Linked DNA regions of Mus musculus: region 2 is linked to region 1. Evidence: chromatin contacts called from public HiChIP or PLAC-seq data. All regions are on one chromosome and are shown on one strand. Each heading gives the region's core, a stretch centred on a gene start, on an enhancer-like site or on the middle of the called end of the contact. The rest is flanking DNA. Distances are from core to core; before and after follow the strand shown.

Region 1 (7,427 bases), core at 2,186-4,685:
AGAAATGATTCTTTCAAGTTGTCTTCTGACTTCCACTCACACACCATAGCACTCATGTGTGAGAGTGTGAATAAATAAATAAATAAACAAACAAACAAATAAATACTAAATAGCTCAGTGCTTAAGAGCAGTGACTGCATTTCTAGGGTTTGATTATTCCCAGTACCTATTTGGCAGCTCACAACCATCTGTTAATCTAGTTTCAAGGGATCTTGCACCCTCTTCTGACCTCTGAGGGCTTTGCACATGCATGGTGCATAGACATACATGCAGGCAAGAATTAATATACATAAAATAATACATATTTTTAAATTTAAAAAGTATGATTCAAATCTCTAGAACAAAACAGTAAATTTTCTCAGTATGCACTGAATAGCAGGTGATATGCCAAGCTATTCGACTGTATTATTTCCATTAAAAGTCATTTGAATGTATTGCTTCTGTTAATCTTTGCAAAGCTATGTAAGATAACATTTCTGTGGTTCCTTCTATTTCATACACAAGAAAAGAGGCTGAGTGGTTAGTCAGTTCTAGATTACACAGACATTAGTAGAAGATCTGTGTTTGCAAGCCAGACTAGTGTGATGACTGTGTTTACATTGGTATATTTTGCAGCAACACATCTTAGTTGTATTTTAAAGAAGATTGGGTGGGAGAAAGTATATGTCCCCTCTTGTATCTCAGCATCCTGGGATGGAGTAGTCTATGCATTCAGACACAGAAGCTTTGCTTTCCCAAGAATGGTTACTGGTCCTGCAGAAGGAATGTCTGCTTCCCTTCAGTCTCTTCCATTCTTGAGGTCTTGAGGCAAACCGTTAGTTTCTGGACAGGGGCCCATCAGACCCAATCCAATCCTTGGGTTCATTAGGTTTCCCAGCCGAGATGTAAAACTTGGGAGTCTTGTGTTAAAGCAGAAGCCTCTGCAAGTCAAGGTAAGGCTGCGGGTGCAAAGTGTACCTACATCACTGAACATGTATTAAGATTTATTGGTCCATTCTTACCGCTTTTTACTTCTTCTCTTTCCATCTCCATCAATAGCTATTGGTTAGTGATCATTCTCAGCTGAGACCTGCAGCCTTCAGTTCACTAATGGCAGAGCTGAGAGGGCAGTGGGATCTTCTACACTGAGCCATAATCCTGGCCACTTAGACAAGAGAAATTGGTTTTCAGGGTTTTACACTGCCATTTCTGTTCACTCTTTAATGAATGCTTTCTGTCCATAAATGAAGCAGAGATGGAAAAAGAGGCGAGTAAGTGCTAACATAAATTGCAGCAGGTCAACCACAAATATAGGCTTTCAAAAAAAGTTCTTTTCTATTTCTTTGTGTGTGTATGTGTGTGTGTGTGTGTGTGTGTGTGTGTGGGTTAAGGTGCTTGCTGATTTCTAAAGTACTTCCTGAGCTTAATTAGTATGCCCGATGCATCAAAAATTGCCTTTGCAAACCTTTATTCTGTAATCCATGCTTCAGTATAGAAGGCCCTTTTCAAAACTAGATAGAGATCTGACAGTAATGTGTACTTTTCACCATTATATGTCTCTTACTGAGTCACCAGTCATATGCTAAGTAGCGGGTATTAAAATTGAAACAGGCAGGCACTAAGAAGCTGTAGTTGACCTTTACTTTTGATCTGGGGGCACATGAGCTGCCTTTTCAGTGTGAGTCATTGCTCCAGGAGAAAACTGCAAAGAATGGGGAGAATATACTCTCATTGTACATGGCGTGTTTGTGTAAGAAGCTCCACGTGGCTTTGACATTTACACTCCAGTTCTTTTCCACTGTCCTGCACCATGGCCAAGGACTGGAATGACTGTGTGGGAAGGTTGACTGTCTTCCTAAATGCTGTGTTGTCTTACAGCTTGGCTTTGGATCATTCCTTGGGATCATCGGGTCAAACCTGATTGAGAACAAGCGGCAGATGGTAAGTTTTCCTCCTTTAGGGAGCTCAGTGATTACATGGATAAGGAACACATTGCCTAAGCTTGTGTACATTTGGCCCCAAAGGAAGCTATTATTTCACCCCCCCCCCCGCCCCCACTAAGCCTCCAGAGAACTTATCTCCCAGTATTTTCAAGCTGGTGTGCATCTCTTTAAGCTTTCTCCTTCATTCTCAAAAGAATACTTCTGGCTTTTCAATCAGGCTGCTAGTCTGGCCTAGAATGCCGGGTTTCTGTTGTATATCTTACTGTAGCTCTGAATATTACTGACTTTCGTAGCTTCCTTTCGGTTACATAATCTTTTGGAAAAGTTTTCGCAAAATTTCTTTGTATTCTTTTAGGAGATTATAATCTAGGGAACTCCCATTAAGAAAGTAAAGGGAAACTGGGCCTGGTGATTTCTGTCTCTAGTCCCGATACTTGGGAGGTCGAGAAGGGGGGACCTGGAACTCAGTTCATGATCACCTTTGAGTGATCTTGACTTCAAGACCTTCCTGAGCTACTTGAGACCTTGTCTTAAAACCAAAACACAAACTAAAATTAAAAAGAGGAAGCCAGGTAGTGGTGGCGCACGCCTTTAAATCCCAACACTTGGGAGGCAGAGGCAGGTGGATCTCTTGTGAGTTTGAGGCCAGTCTGGGCTACAGAGTGAGTTCCACCCTGTCTCAAAAAAAAAAAAAACAAAACTAAACAAAACAAAAACCCAAACCAAAACCAAAACCAAACCAAAACAAAAAAAAAATTACAGAGGAAGAAAGTCAATGTACCTGAAACATAGATCAAGCTAAAATTATGAAGTCAACTTCACAACAATATCTCTGTGTCTTTGCTGTCCGTAGTTCAAAGTCAAGTATGCAGTAAAGTGGAAAGGAAGGATCAGCATTTGACAGAAGCTGAAGCTTAGAAAGTTCACTGCTCGAATATGATCTCCTAAAGGCGAGCTGCTGTGTTTTCCTGGTTTAATTTTGAGAAGGTTTCCTTGAGGGCAAGGGGTAGAATGGATAGGCTGAATGCAATTGCAACAGTTCAGGAAGTCTGGTGAGTGGTCAGACACTGGACTAAGGTTAGAGTCCCCTTGAACAACTCTTAACCGCATCCAAATTTTGGCAATGGGGTCTGTTTAACATCAAGCTTAATCAAATAATGTAATAGCTCTAGGGACACAGAACTCTAACCATATGCTTCCCCCAGCAATATGGGAATCACTGCCAGGGGACTTCTAATAGTTTCTTCTTCCATTTCACCTGGACTCCGTCCCTTGCCAGTTTCGTTTTCACTTTGGGCTTAAATTATTCAAAATAATGGGGGAGTTTTAATTGTAGAGCTGATCATAGCATAGCTAATAATGCCAATTTCATGACATCGTTCATCCATTATTTACTGATTATCTGCAGTGCTGTGAAGTGAGATTTATGGAGAGAGGTTTCTGAACAACTCCCAAAGGAGATAAGTATTTCCTCTCAGCCTGCTGAAGTGGGTGAACCCTAGGGCAGCCTTGGCTTTGATCTTTTTTTCTTCTCCCTGGGGAATAGCTCGATGCCATGTTATTTCCTCCTCTTTCTCACCAAAAGCATCAAGAAAGAAAAATGCTGATTCCAGGTAGTTCACAAGGTCAACCATAGCAGATTGTGGGCTCATGTATCATATTTCCTTGTCCTCGAAGACATTCTGAAATTGTGATTCTGCCATACCTTAATATGTAGCATCATCTTGGTACTAGAAGATGAACAGTAGGAAAATTTATGTTATCTAACATGATCAATAAATTTGGCAATCTGGTTTTATTATTTTAAAATTTCTAGCTAGGCATGGTGGTACATGCCAGCATTCTTAACCTTTGGGTGGCTGGATTAGAAGTTTAAGATGATACTTAGCCACAAAATAAACTTGAGACCAGCCTGGACTACATGAGGCCATGCCCCCCCCCAAAAAAAGAGTAAGAAAGAAAATTTTTATATAGACCACACAAAAGTTTACCCATTTCAGAGACATCAATTCTTGCAAAATCTCTCTGGCATTTAACTGGTAGTGCATTGAATATCCCTTTTCTTCAATCATGCATAACATGATACAGAGTTATGTAGGACCCAAGAATCACTCTTGTTATTTTCAGTGTCCACTATGTTATCAAGCTGCAGAGTTAGGGGTATAGAAATCAAAGGCCAGGAACTGGTGGGCATCATCAGTTCTTTCATAGACTCATAGTAGAGACACTGGGGACACTGTTCCCCTCACCGTGCCTCCGTTTCCACAAAAGTAAAATACAGGGTTGGATTACATGATGTCCAAGGTCCAACATTTTTCTGAATCTGAGGATGGAAGGGCTATGCAGTCGAATTCCTCCATGGACAGCATACTCGATACCAGCAAGCTTCTTCATTCGGTTCTCACAGAATGAATTTCTGAGCTTACCCTGAAATATATTTTTAAAAATGCTTCAGTTTCCCCTTCTCTTCCTCCCTGCCTAACCCCATATCCACTCACCCTGCATGACTGAAAAAAAAAAAGAGCATCCTTGTCAGCGACAGAGTAGAGTTCTGCTTTGGCTGGCAGTCTCTTGGGGATTACCTAGTCTTCAAAAGCAGCAAGAGTGGAAGCCTAACAGACATGTTCCTTTTGTTCCCTCCTGCAGCTGGTGGCTTCTATCGTGTTTATCAGCTTTGGTGTGATTGCAGCATTTTGTTGTGCTATAGTTGATGGGGTCTTTGCCGCCAGACACATTGTGAGTATTGTTAACCTTGAGTTGAATTGTGCAATGCTATAATCCTGTCTTGAATGTGCACTGAGTGCTTTGAGGGGCACACGTATACAAGGGAGAAGGAAACTCCTCCTCTGTCTTCAATAGCTGGTAGTCAAGGGGAACACCGGTGAACAATGTAAGCATCTAGAAAAATGGACCTAAACTGCCAGTACAGGCTTCAGGGTGCCATAGTGGTTCATTTCCGGCTCCAGAGAGCAGGGAAGACTTCCCTTCCCAGTGGCAGTAGGGATGGCGTAGCCCTTTGGTGTGTAAAATTTGGGGTTAGGGGATGTCTTGAAGGTAGGGAAAGAGCAGCAAGATAGTATCATGGCCTTAGACAGCCATGATGGGGTACTGTAGAGACACAGACCATTTGATTCTGTAGCAGGAAGCCACATGGTCCAAACTAAGCTCCCCTTCGACAGCTACCAGAACAGACCATGAGGACAGAGGTACCCAAATACTGCTGTTCTTATGACAGTGGTTGAGGTGTAATAATGAAGTTGGATGTCTGGAGAAAGTTTAGAGCTAAACCTCCCACCCTGAGTTCAGTCCTTCAGTCCAGGTGTCACATGTTTCCCATTCTGCAGAAACTGCACTGGATACGGGCCGTTTTCACTCCTGGACTCTAGAGCTCTATGACTAAGAGCACATCTGTATAGAGGACCTTGCTCCCCACTTTTAAGTTTAGTTCTTTGACAATTCCATGCATGCATATAAATGCATCTTGATTGCTGCATTCATCCCTCTTCTTTTTATCTCCCACTCCATCAACAGCCACTCCTCCCTCCCTGTCCCTTTCCCAGATACGTAATTTTTGCTTTTGTGTCGGACTCCTCTGATTTGTTCAGAGACATCAGGGGGACCATTTGATTGGGACTATCCATTGCAACCTGGTGGCATCACGAGTGGATACATAACACAAGGCAATGACACCCTCTTTTAACTGAATTTACCAGTAGGAAATCATTCAGCAATATGGGTTAGGGTCTCCTGGGCTCTTCTTACATTCGTGCCTAGCTGCTAATGGGCTCGTTCTTGTACATATCCAGAAAACGCATTCGTAATTGTTGAAAAAAATGTGTATTTCCCTCTGAAGGAGGCATGTTTTCCGTGCCTCTCCATAGCATCTAGCCCTTACATTCTTTCTGCCCGTCTTCTACAGTATTTCCTGAGCCTTGAGGGTGTGGTATATAAATGTTATGTTTAGGACTGAGCACTCCACTGTCAGCGATCTTCCACACCTTTTGCAACTGTAAATCTCTGCATTTATCACAGTTCACTAGAAAGGCAGGCTTCGGTGATTAAGGCTGAGAGTGATAATTGCCTATTTGTATAAACATATATATTTAGAAGGTGGTTCAATACTGTGTCAATTTAGTTAACAATGGAATTAAGGTCTCCCTTAGGGCCTGTGACTTCCGTCACCATGGTCTTTGCAGCAGAGTTCCAATATAGATTCCCTCCTATGGGATGGGCTTCAAATCCAGTTATAGAGTGCTTGATTACCAACCACACTAGTTGTCAAAGTGGGTGCATTTTGCTTGGAAGCTTGGTTTTATACTTCAGAGTGTTCAAAGCTGGCAGTAAGTCTCTTGATGCCTTCTCCCTACTAGCAGCCTAGGTAGCACCTCCTGCTCCCGCCCTCATTTACCACGTTGTGTTTCACACTGTTCCAGACTTCTGGCCCAGGAACAACTTTTCCATTAATCACAGTAAGCATAGTGCCTAGAACTCATACTAATTTTAGAGTGCCACAAAAATGGTAGTATTTCTTCTCAAATAAGAAGGAAAATGGTGAACTTTTAGCTTGAGACAAAAATTTGGCACATAACAGATATATTTGTTTTTATACCAATGTGGTCATAACGCTTATTTTAAAAAAAAATGCCTTTCGGGGCTGGTGAGATGGCTCAGCGGTTAAGAGCACTGACTGCTATTCCAAAGGTCTTGAGTTCAAATCCCAGCAACCACATGGTGGCTCACAACCACCCATAATGAGATCTGACGCCCTCTTCTGGTGTGTCTGGAGACAGCTACAGTGTGCTTATTTATAATAATAAATAAATCTTTAAAAAATGATTTTCAATGGGAGAAGGGGATGAGAAAAACAACAACAAAAAGAGCCTTGAGCTTAGGAAATCATTAAGTAGCCCTGATGGTCTCCAAAGACCAAAATCAAGAGCAGGAGATAGCAGCTAAGCACTGGAGTAAACTCAGTCTTTCAACTGAACTAAACTTTTGAAAATGAAGATGTTTTGTGAACCGTTGGAAACTGTATTTTTGAAAATAGTTGAATTAGAGAAAATTTAGCTTACCAAATTTTTCTGTGGGTCACAAGGCATGTTGTTGCACTTTAGTCATGGGCTCGTTGTTAATTTAAGGTCATTTGGAGCGGGGTCAAGGATGTGAGTAGATGTGCATCAGGAAGACATTATTTTTAGTGAAGCTCCTTCTTGGAGTCCTCTTCCAGACAGAAGAGTCAGCCCCTTATTTGGCAAGATCAAAGGAGATCATAGCGTTAGTATTATCATCTAACCTACCTCTGAAATAGTAGCTTAGGAAATAATCTAGGTAGGGAGAAAAATAAGGTATGGGAGAGAGATGCCCTTTCTCTTATTTATTTTTTCTGAAATATACATTTTATCCCATTCATCAGATTTCTATATTCTGACTTCAGCTGAGCGGTGCCATCTTTTATCCACCTGGTTTTTGTTTTGTTTTTTATTCCTAAATGATATATCAGTAACT
Region 2 (6,967 bases), core at 1,557-4,056, 220 kb before region 1:
TCAGAGTGCGACTAGTTCAAAGGTATTTAGAAAAGAACTGCAGCTCCCTGAAGAAGAAAGACAGTGAGTGGGTGGGCCAAATCCAACTCATTGGCATTTTTGAGAACGGAAGCTCCTGTGAGAATCTGATGGCAGAAGGGGCTCCAGCAGTCTAGTTGAGCGTCGCAATGGTCCGAATCTACTTTGCTTTTGTCTCCCTGGCAAGTACTTACCTGAGACTCTTTTCCAAATGCCCAAACCAGTAAGGCAAAGCAAGTTGTTGGTTAAAATGCCATGTTAAAGAACATGCTGGTGTGGCAGGAATGGTAGGATGTGCTTGGAGTACTAGCTAGTCAGGGCTCTCCGGCAGGGGGATTTCTTGGACCTATCTAACATTTCAAAAAGCCAGTCTGGACAATGGAGTGAGACCAGGTCTCAAATAAATAAGAAAAGAGAGGAAAAAAAAAAAGAAAATGTGGTGTTCTGAGGTACAACTTTCATACTAACCACATGAGTCTGATGAGTGTGGCTTAAAAATGTATTTGTTAAGCCTTTTTCTTATGCTAGCCTTGGATTTCTGATAGTCCTGCTTCAGACTCCTTAGTGCTGGGATTATAATCATGTGCTACCATGCTTGACGAGAAGATTAATTAATTTATTTTAAAAATAAATTGTGGTAAAGCTATAGAAATTCAGTTTACAGAGCTATTTAAACACTGGGGTCCTGGGAGGGAGGTAGAGGCAGCTCAAGACCATCCCCAGTGGCCCTGGCTGTCCTGGAACTCACTCTGTAGACCAGGCTAGCCTCAAACTCACTCTGTAGACCAGGCTAGACTCAAACTCACTCTGTAGACCAGGCTAGCCTCAAACTCAAAAATCCCTCACAGAGATCCTCCTGCATCTGACTCTCTAGTGCTGGGATTAAAGTTGTTTACCACCAGGCCCCGTCAATATTGTCTTTTTTTTTTAAATCATAAATAACATTTGTGATTTATACACACTAATAGACTTCAGTGTGACCTTTTTCATACATTCGTAGGGCACACTTTGATTATATTCACTATATTCACAGGGTCTCTCTTTACATGATTCATTGTCCTAATACCGGGGAAAGGGTTTATCAGTGATCTTCCAGTCAGGCTGGATTGTGCACACACTTAATCCCAGCACTGGAGATGGAGGCCGGGGGATCTCTGTGAGTTCTAGGCCAGCCTGGTCTATATGAGATCCAGGCCGGCCAGGGCCATGTAGGGAGACCCTGTCAAAAACAACAACAACAACAGAATGCAGATTTGTGGTTATGAATATTTGGGTTGGAGTGGGGGACTGGGGTAGAATTAACTAAATCTATAAAGTTCCACAGAAAAATCCTCACCAGTGTCTCATGGAATTTCTGAGAATTCACTAAACTGCCCCCACAAATCTCTTCTTAAGCTTATTTTTAAATAGAGCCACAGATTAAAGATCTCCCAAACTGCATGACTTTGAAGCTATGTTTTAGAGCTTCTCTTTGTCTTTTTATTTGTTTGTTTGTTTTGAAACAGGGTTTCTCTGTGCAAACAGAACCTGGCTGTCCTGAAACTTGCTCTGTAGAACAGGCTGACCTCAAACTCACAGAGATCTGCCTACCTCTGCCTCTGGAGTGCTGGGATTAAAGGCATGCGCCACCACGGCTTTTAGTACTTTTCTAAGTGCAGTTCATGGGCCTCAGCATCAGAATCACCCCAGGTGTTTGTTTAGTAAAGGAATAAGACAGGATGGGAGGAGAAACCCTGCAATCCAAGCTACTAGGCATGCCGAGGCAGAGGAATCATATGTTCAAGTGCCACCTGAACTACAGCTATACTTTAAGTGTAAGGTCAAACTATTAGGCAACTTAGTGAGGATTAAACCTCAAACAAACAGTAAGCTTGTAGGAAAAAGGGCATTTGTTTCAGAGTCTCTAAGGCATCATCAGGTAAAATAAACAAAACAAAAACTACTTCCAAAATCCCTGAGAAGAGTGTGTGTGTGTGTGTGTGTGTGTGTGTGAGTGTGTGTGTTTTGGGAAGCAACATTTGAAGGTCATTGCTTTATTCCAACTCTGGAGTTTTACGTTAATGTTGTTTTCCTCTGTTGTTTTGAGACATGTTTGTTTACTGTTCACTTGGCAAGCGTACAGAATACGGGTTAGTATGAACTCATTAGAGAACATTAACTGTATTTGTATTCCAGATAGAAAAATATCTGGGAGTTTATGTATTTTGTAAAGAGTGTCTCTGGGTAGTAATGGGAGTGATCTTGATTTCCTTCTATTCTTATTTCTCTCTCTTTTTTTCTTCCTCTATTTAAAAATATGCTTCCTCTTTCTGACTTCAATTTCCCCATCAAGGAAAGAGAGTGTTATAACTTTGAACTTCAAGAGCATGGTCTGATCTGGTCGTTAATGACTCCATACCCCCTAGCTTCCCTATCCACCTATAGTATAAACTGTGTAGGTGGTCTCTATACTTGAATAATCGTGTATTATTTTTTACATATATTTTCATATATAAATTTACATACATATATATCTTGAGAGGCCTAGCAGCCGTTTTGTTGCCAGAAAAAATGATGCTGTTTGTTCTCAAGGACCTAGAATAGAAATAACCCACTGTCTACAAGCATCAAAGTTCCTCCTTTCCTGCTAGCCTTAAAAAAATGCCCTCCTCGCACAACTCTTTCTAGTTTAATAATGGCTGTGAACCAAAAAGCCAGGGCGTGGCCACGCCGCCCTCCTGCCCGGACATCACCGCCTCCCTCTCAGTTTCTAAGCATGCTGATTGGCTGAAAGGAATAAAGAACCCCGCCCCTGGTCTTATGACTCCAGCTGAAGCGGCGAGTCCAGGCTTTTGCGGTGCCTGGGTGCCTCGGTCGGTGGTCTCTCGTGCTTTCGCTTCCGCAGGGCTGCGAGGGGATTCGTTGGAATTGTCGGTCCGGTGGTCGCCTGGCCTGAGGGATCACGATGTGCCTCTCTCCGGTTAAAGGCGCAAAGCTCATCCTGATCTTTCTGTTCCTAGGTGAGTTTTCGGGCCCTCTGGTGTCTTTGAGCCGGGCCCGGGGGATCGGGGAGTTTCAAAGGCCACAACCTGAAAGACTGGTCTTTGAGAAGGCTTTGAGAGACCGAACAGCTGACACTGGGCGGCGGCGGCCCGAGGCGGCGGCGGAGGGGGGACGCGGGGGGGCCGGGAGGGGGGGACACACGACCTGGAGGAAGGCCTGGCCGTGGGATGGCCCGCCAGGAGGGCCTCTGAGAGTAACAGCGGGGCAAGTAAGGGGACGAGGGAGGACGACGTCAAGGGATTAGGCAAGAGGAGCGCAGAGTTCTAGACCTCTGGGCTAGAGAGAGCAACTTGGAAAAAGAGTCGGGGAGCAGACACCGGGGAGGCTTGGTTTCCTGGATCAGGGGAGAGTTTTAAAGATGGTGAAAAAAAAGTGTAGAGCGAGAAATGAATTTGGAACGGAAGGCGCTGTACCCTCGTGAAATTATTGGGGAGGGGGAGGGCATAGGGGGGTAGGTAGATAGGACAGTAGGGCCCAAGGGACAGAGACACCGTTTTGGGAGCTTTGTAGGTAGGACTTGAGGCTGGGAGAAGCAGTGATTGAAGAGCTAAGGAATGGCCTTGGAGTTTTGAGAGTGAAGGGATACACACACACGTACATACATATACATATAGTGACTGGGGCTGGAGTAACTTCCGGAAAGAAAAGTTATATCCAACCTCTGGAGACTAAAGGGATGAGTTGATAACTTTGGTGGGGGGTGAGTATCTGACTTAAAGGTGGTGAGGATCTCGGTTTTTTTGTTTCGTTTTGTTTTTTTTTTTTTTTTTGTTATTGTTGTTGGTTTGCTTGATTTTTGTTGCTTTGTTTGTTTTTCTCGAATAACTTTCGCTACTTCCTCCCAGCCAGACACCGGACAGAAATACCCCTAGATGCTAAAGCCGGGGAGCTTCCAAGATGGTAATTGTGTATCTGAGCTTTGTATATTCAATCCATTTTCTTCACAACCGCTTGGATTTTTTTTTTTTTCTGCTTCTTTTTTTTCCTCACTACAGGTCAGCTTAGTCGTGGTTTTAAAGTGGTGGGAAGAGTTGCTGGGTTAATAATGTTGGTTGTTTGTGATCTGTCCCAATAGACTTGAGAGTCCATAACAGCCTAGGCTTGAACTTTGATCCCAGTGTCCTCCTGACCTGATTTACTCTGCTCCTTGTTACCTTGTGCCTTCTGCTGTTTGTGCTTTAATAAAGAGATAGAAGAAAAAGACCCACCAGAATGGGCTGGAGATAGGCCTATTGAGGGGGCTTTGAGAAAGCAAAAGAATTGCATTTGTAATTCACATGTTGGTGGGATAGAATCAACTGGTACAGTGTGTTCTTACACAGTGGGCATTTGGCAATATCTTCTTAGAGGCATTAATTTTTTTCCATAATAGCTTTTGAGGTTTTTTTTTTTTTGAGATTGTATTTCAATTATATTTCCCCCTCCCTTCTCCACCTCTAAATCTTCCCATATACTTCTCCCTTCCCTTATTCAAACCCATGCCTTCTGTTTTTTTGTTATTAGATGCTTATAAGTATTTGTATAGATATATGTAGTCCAGAGGAATTTTTGTGTGTCCCACTGGGCAGCTTCGAGTGGATAGAGGCCAGGGATCCTGCTAACCTGCTTGCAAGGACAGGAACAGCCCCTCTCAAGAAAGAGTTCTCTCTTTCAACATCAGCAGTGCCAAATGTGAGAGCACAGCATCCAGTGGGCTCCTCCCGTGACTCCCAAGACGCTTACTAGGGAGCCTTTGGAATGAAAACCTTCCCCAACCATATTAAGGTCTTTCTTCTTTTCCTCCTAGACTTTTGCTTATACACAGTAGAGTTTTCTAGATGTTGTATACATAATATGTGCTGATATGATTCTATTGTCCTCGCCATTTCTTAATTTATCAACTTTCATTTCTAATACTAGTAAATGCCAGCAGATATAATTCACCTAAGCCGAGACTCTGTGACGTCTTCCATAGACCAGAACGTTCTGACTCTAATATATTTGCAGGCCCTTGATCTAGCTGACCATACTGTGTAAGAAACTCCTCTAACACTTCTGAAGTTGGGTCACGAGGCTTGGCACGCACACCTAATTCTTAGCCTTACCTGTGAGGCACTTACTGGCTGACCCCCAAAGAGAGGCTTGTTTGCAGTGGAAAACACCTTATCAGTGATGAGAGAACATCTGACAAAGGCCTATTAACCAGTAATTCCCTGCCAATTGAATCTGCACAAACATAATGCTGTTATTGTTCAGAGAAAGTGAGAAAAGTACATTACCTATGTGCTGGCTTTTGTGCCATTAATTTTTTTTTAATGAAGTCTTTTCTTTTGCATTTAAAAAAGCAGTACACGCTCATTGCAGAAAGTAAACAGATAAGGCTTAGTGCATAGAAGAACAGCTCAAACCTAGTGGCTTGTAGTTAACTAGATCCATCCTTGTAGATGTTTCCTGAGCTGATTCCATCCACAACTTCAGCAAGGGAGTTACAGGAGCAATAATGTAGGATGCAGGGTTGGGTTTTTTTTTCATATTTTTTGATTTATCTATATTTTATTTATGTATTTTTCTCTGCCTGTATGTCTGTGTATTACATGTGTCCCTGGTACCAGTGGCAGTTTGAGGGGGGCAATCATATCCCCCTGGAACTGGAGTTTGCACAGACACTCGTGAGTTGCCATGTGGGTGCTGGGAATCAACTGGGTTCTCTGGAAGAGTGATGGATGAGCCCCCTCCAGCCCCCACGATCTAGTTTTTAGGTCTGCACAGCTCTTCTTTCAGGCATATCCTGGTTTGCTGTCAGGCTGAGGAAGATTCTGCGGATCTTAAGAATTGTTTTTGGATTTTACGTTTTACTTTTTTTTTGGTTTTTCGAGACAGGGTTTCTCTGTATAGCCCTGGCTGTCCTGGAACGCACTTTGTAGACTAGGTTAGCCTCAGAAATCAGAAATCCGCCTGCCTCTGCCTCCTGAGTGCTGGGATTAAAGGCGTGTGCCATCACGCCCGGCACATGTTTTACATTTTCATGTCAAAATGGACACCCAAGAATAGGATTTTGAAAACTGTAGGCATAACTGTGTCTTGGTACTTAAGTGGGTACCAGTCCTGAATGTGTACTCTGCTTGGTGTACTGGTTCAGCTTGCAAACTTCATAATTCTATTCCATCTCTAGCAGTGGCCTCTTAAAAATAACTATTTAAGTGGAGCAGTGGTTTTGCACGCGTTTAATCCCAGCACTTGGGAGGTAGAGGCAGGCAGATCTGTGAGTTTGAGGCCAGCCTGGTCTACATATTGAGTTCCTGGACAGCCAGGGCTCTTTAGCAGAGAAACCTCATCTTAAAAAAAAAAAAAAAAAAACAAAAATCTACTTTAAGGTTAGGGCTATCTCTCAGTTGTAGAGAGCACTTACACAGAGTGGGTGAAGCCCTAGGTTTAATCTCCAGCCATTTCTGTAAAAAAGGAAGACCAAAAACCTTGCTTTAAAGTAAGTATAGGAGATACTCTTAAACTTTAAATTGTTTTCCACAGACATTTATTTTTTAATTTTTTAAAATTATTTTTCTTTTTTTTTTTTTTTAAGGCAGGGTTTCTCTGTGTAGTCCTGGCTGTCCTAGAACTCACTGTATAGATCAGTCTCTCTGCCTCCTGAGTGCAGGGATTAAAGGGGCGGACCACTACAAAAGGCTCACAAAAAACTTCTGTTGGCTTTCATTTGAATGAATTACAAACAATGAAAGACAACCATTTTTGGGGAAAAGGCCTATGAGTTAGAGACATGAAAAGGGCAACAGATGAAAGTCCTTGCCTAACATCATTGCTTAATTTTGTTTCCATCGTTTCCTCTGTGCTCATCGATTTTTATAACTAGCCTAACCTAACTTCTGTTTTTTTTATTTTTCCTCAGAGTTTTTCAGTGAAATAGCCCTGG

The links. HiChIP or PLAC-seq counts read pairs in DNA pulled down with a chosen protein or histone mark.
Region 2: a contact with region 1 is called in an H3K4me3 HiChIP or PLAC-seq map of pro-B cells, with 4 times the contacts expected there. The contact joins the promoter of Lamp2 here to the enhancer-like site in region 1. A contact is called at or near these places in 5 of 39 promoter capture datasets (the 3T3-L1 cell line, the C10 cell line, cranial neural crest and 2 more), 1 of 15 datasets of contacts at CTCF or cohesin (large pre-B cells), 7 of 484 Hi-C or Micro-C datasets (LSK cells, cortical neurons, cranial neural crest and 4 more), 15 of 115 datasets of contacts at active chromatin or transcription factors (astrocytes, bone marrow-derived dendritic cells, differentiating embryonic stem cells and 8 more) and 3 of 9 other capture datasets (adipose tissue, liver and pancreatic islet).

What each region holds. Positions count from the first base shown.
Region 1 is chrX:38,230,334-38,237,760 of GRCm38.p6, reverse strand. It overlaps Tmem255a (transmembrane protein 255A), which reads left to right. Exons shown (of 10, transcript NM_172930.4): 3 at 1,858-1,920; 4 at 4,569-4,658. It overlaps Gm39507 (a long non-coding RNA gene), which reads right to left. Exons shown (of 2, transcript XR_882295.2): 1 at 6,995-7,427; 2 at 4,107-4,349. Among named protein-coding and RNA genes, the nearest start is that of Gm39507, 5.6 kb to the right of the region's middle. Within about 2 kb of position 3,435, at least 7 of the 459 cell types and tissues checked have an H3K27ac peak or open chromatin away from gene starts, as enhancers often do. A contact at or near this core is called in pro-B cells, where this site is marked.
Region 2 is chrX:38,452,299-38,459,265 of GRCm38.p6, reverse strand. It overlaps Lamp2 (lysosomal-associated membrane protein 2), which reads left to right and starts at 2,806. Exons shown (of 9, transcript NM_001017959.2): 1 at 2,806-3,017. The coding sequence starts at 2,963. LOC115489130 (a long non-coding RNA gene) reads left to right here and starts at 3,024. Exons shown (of 2, transcript XR_003953097.1): 1 at 3,024-3,960.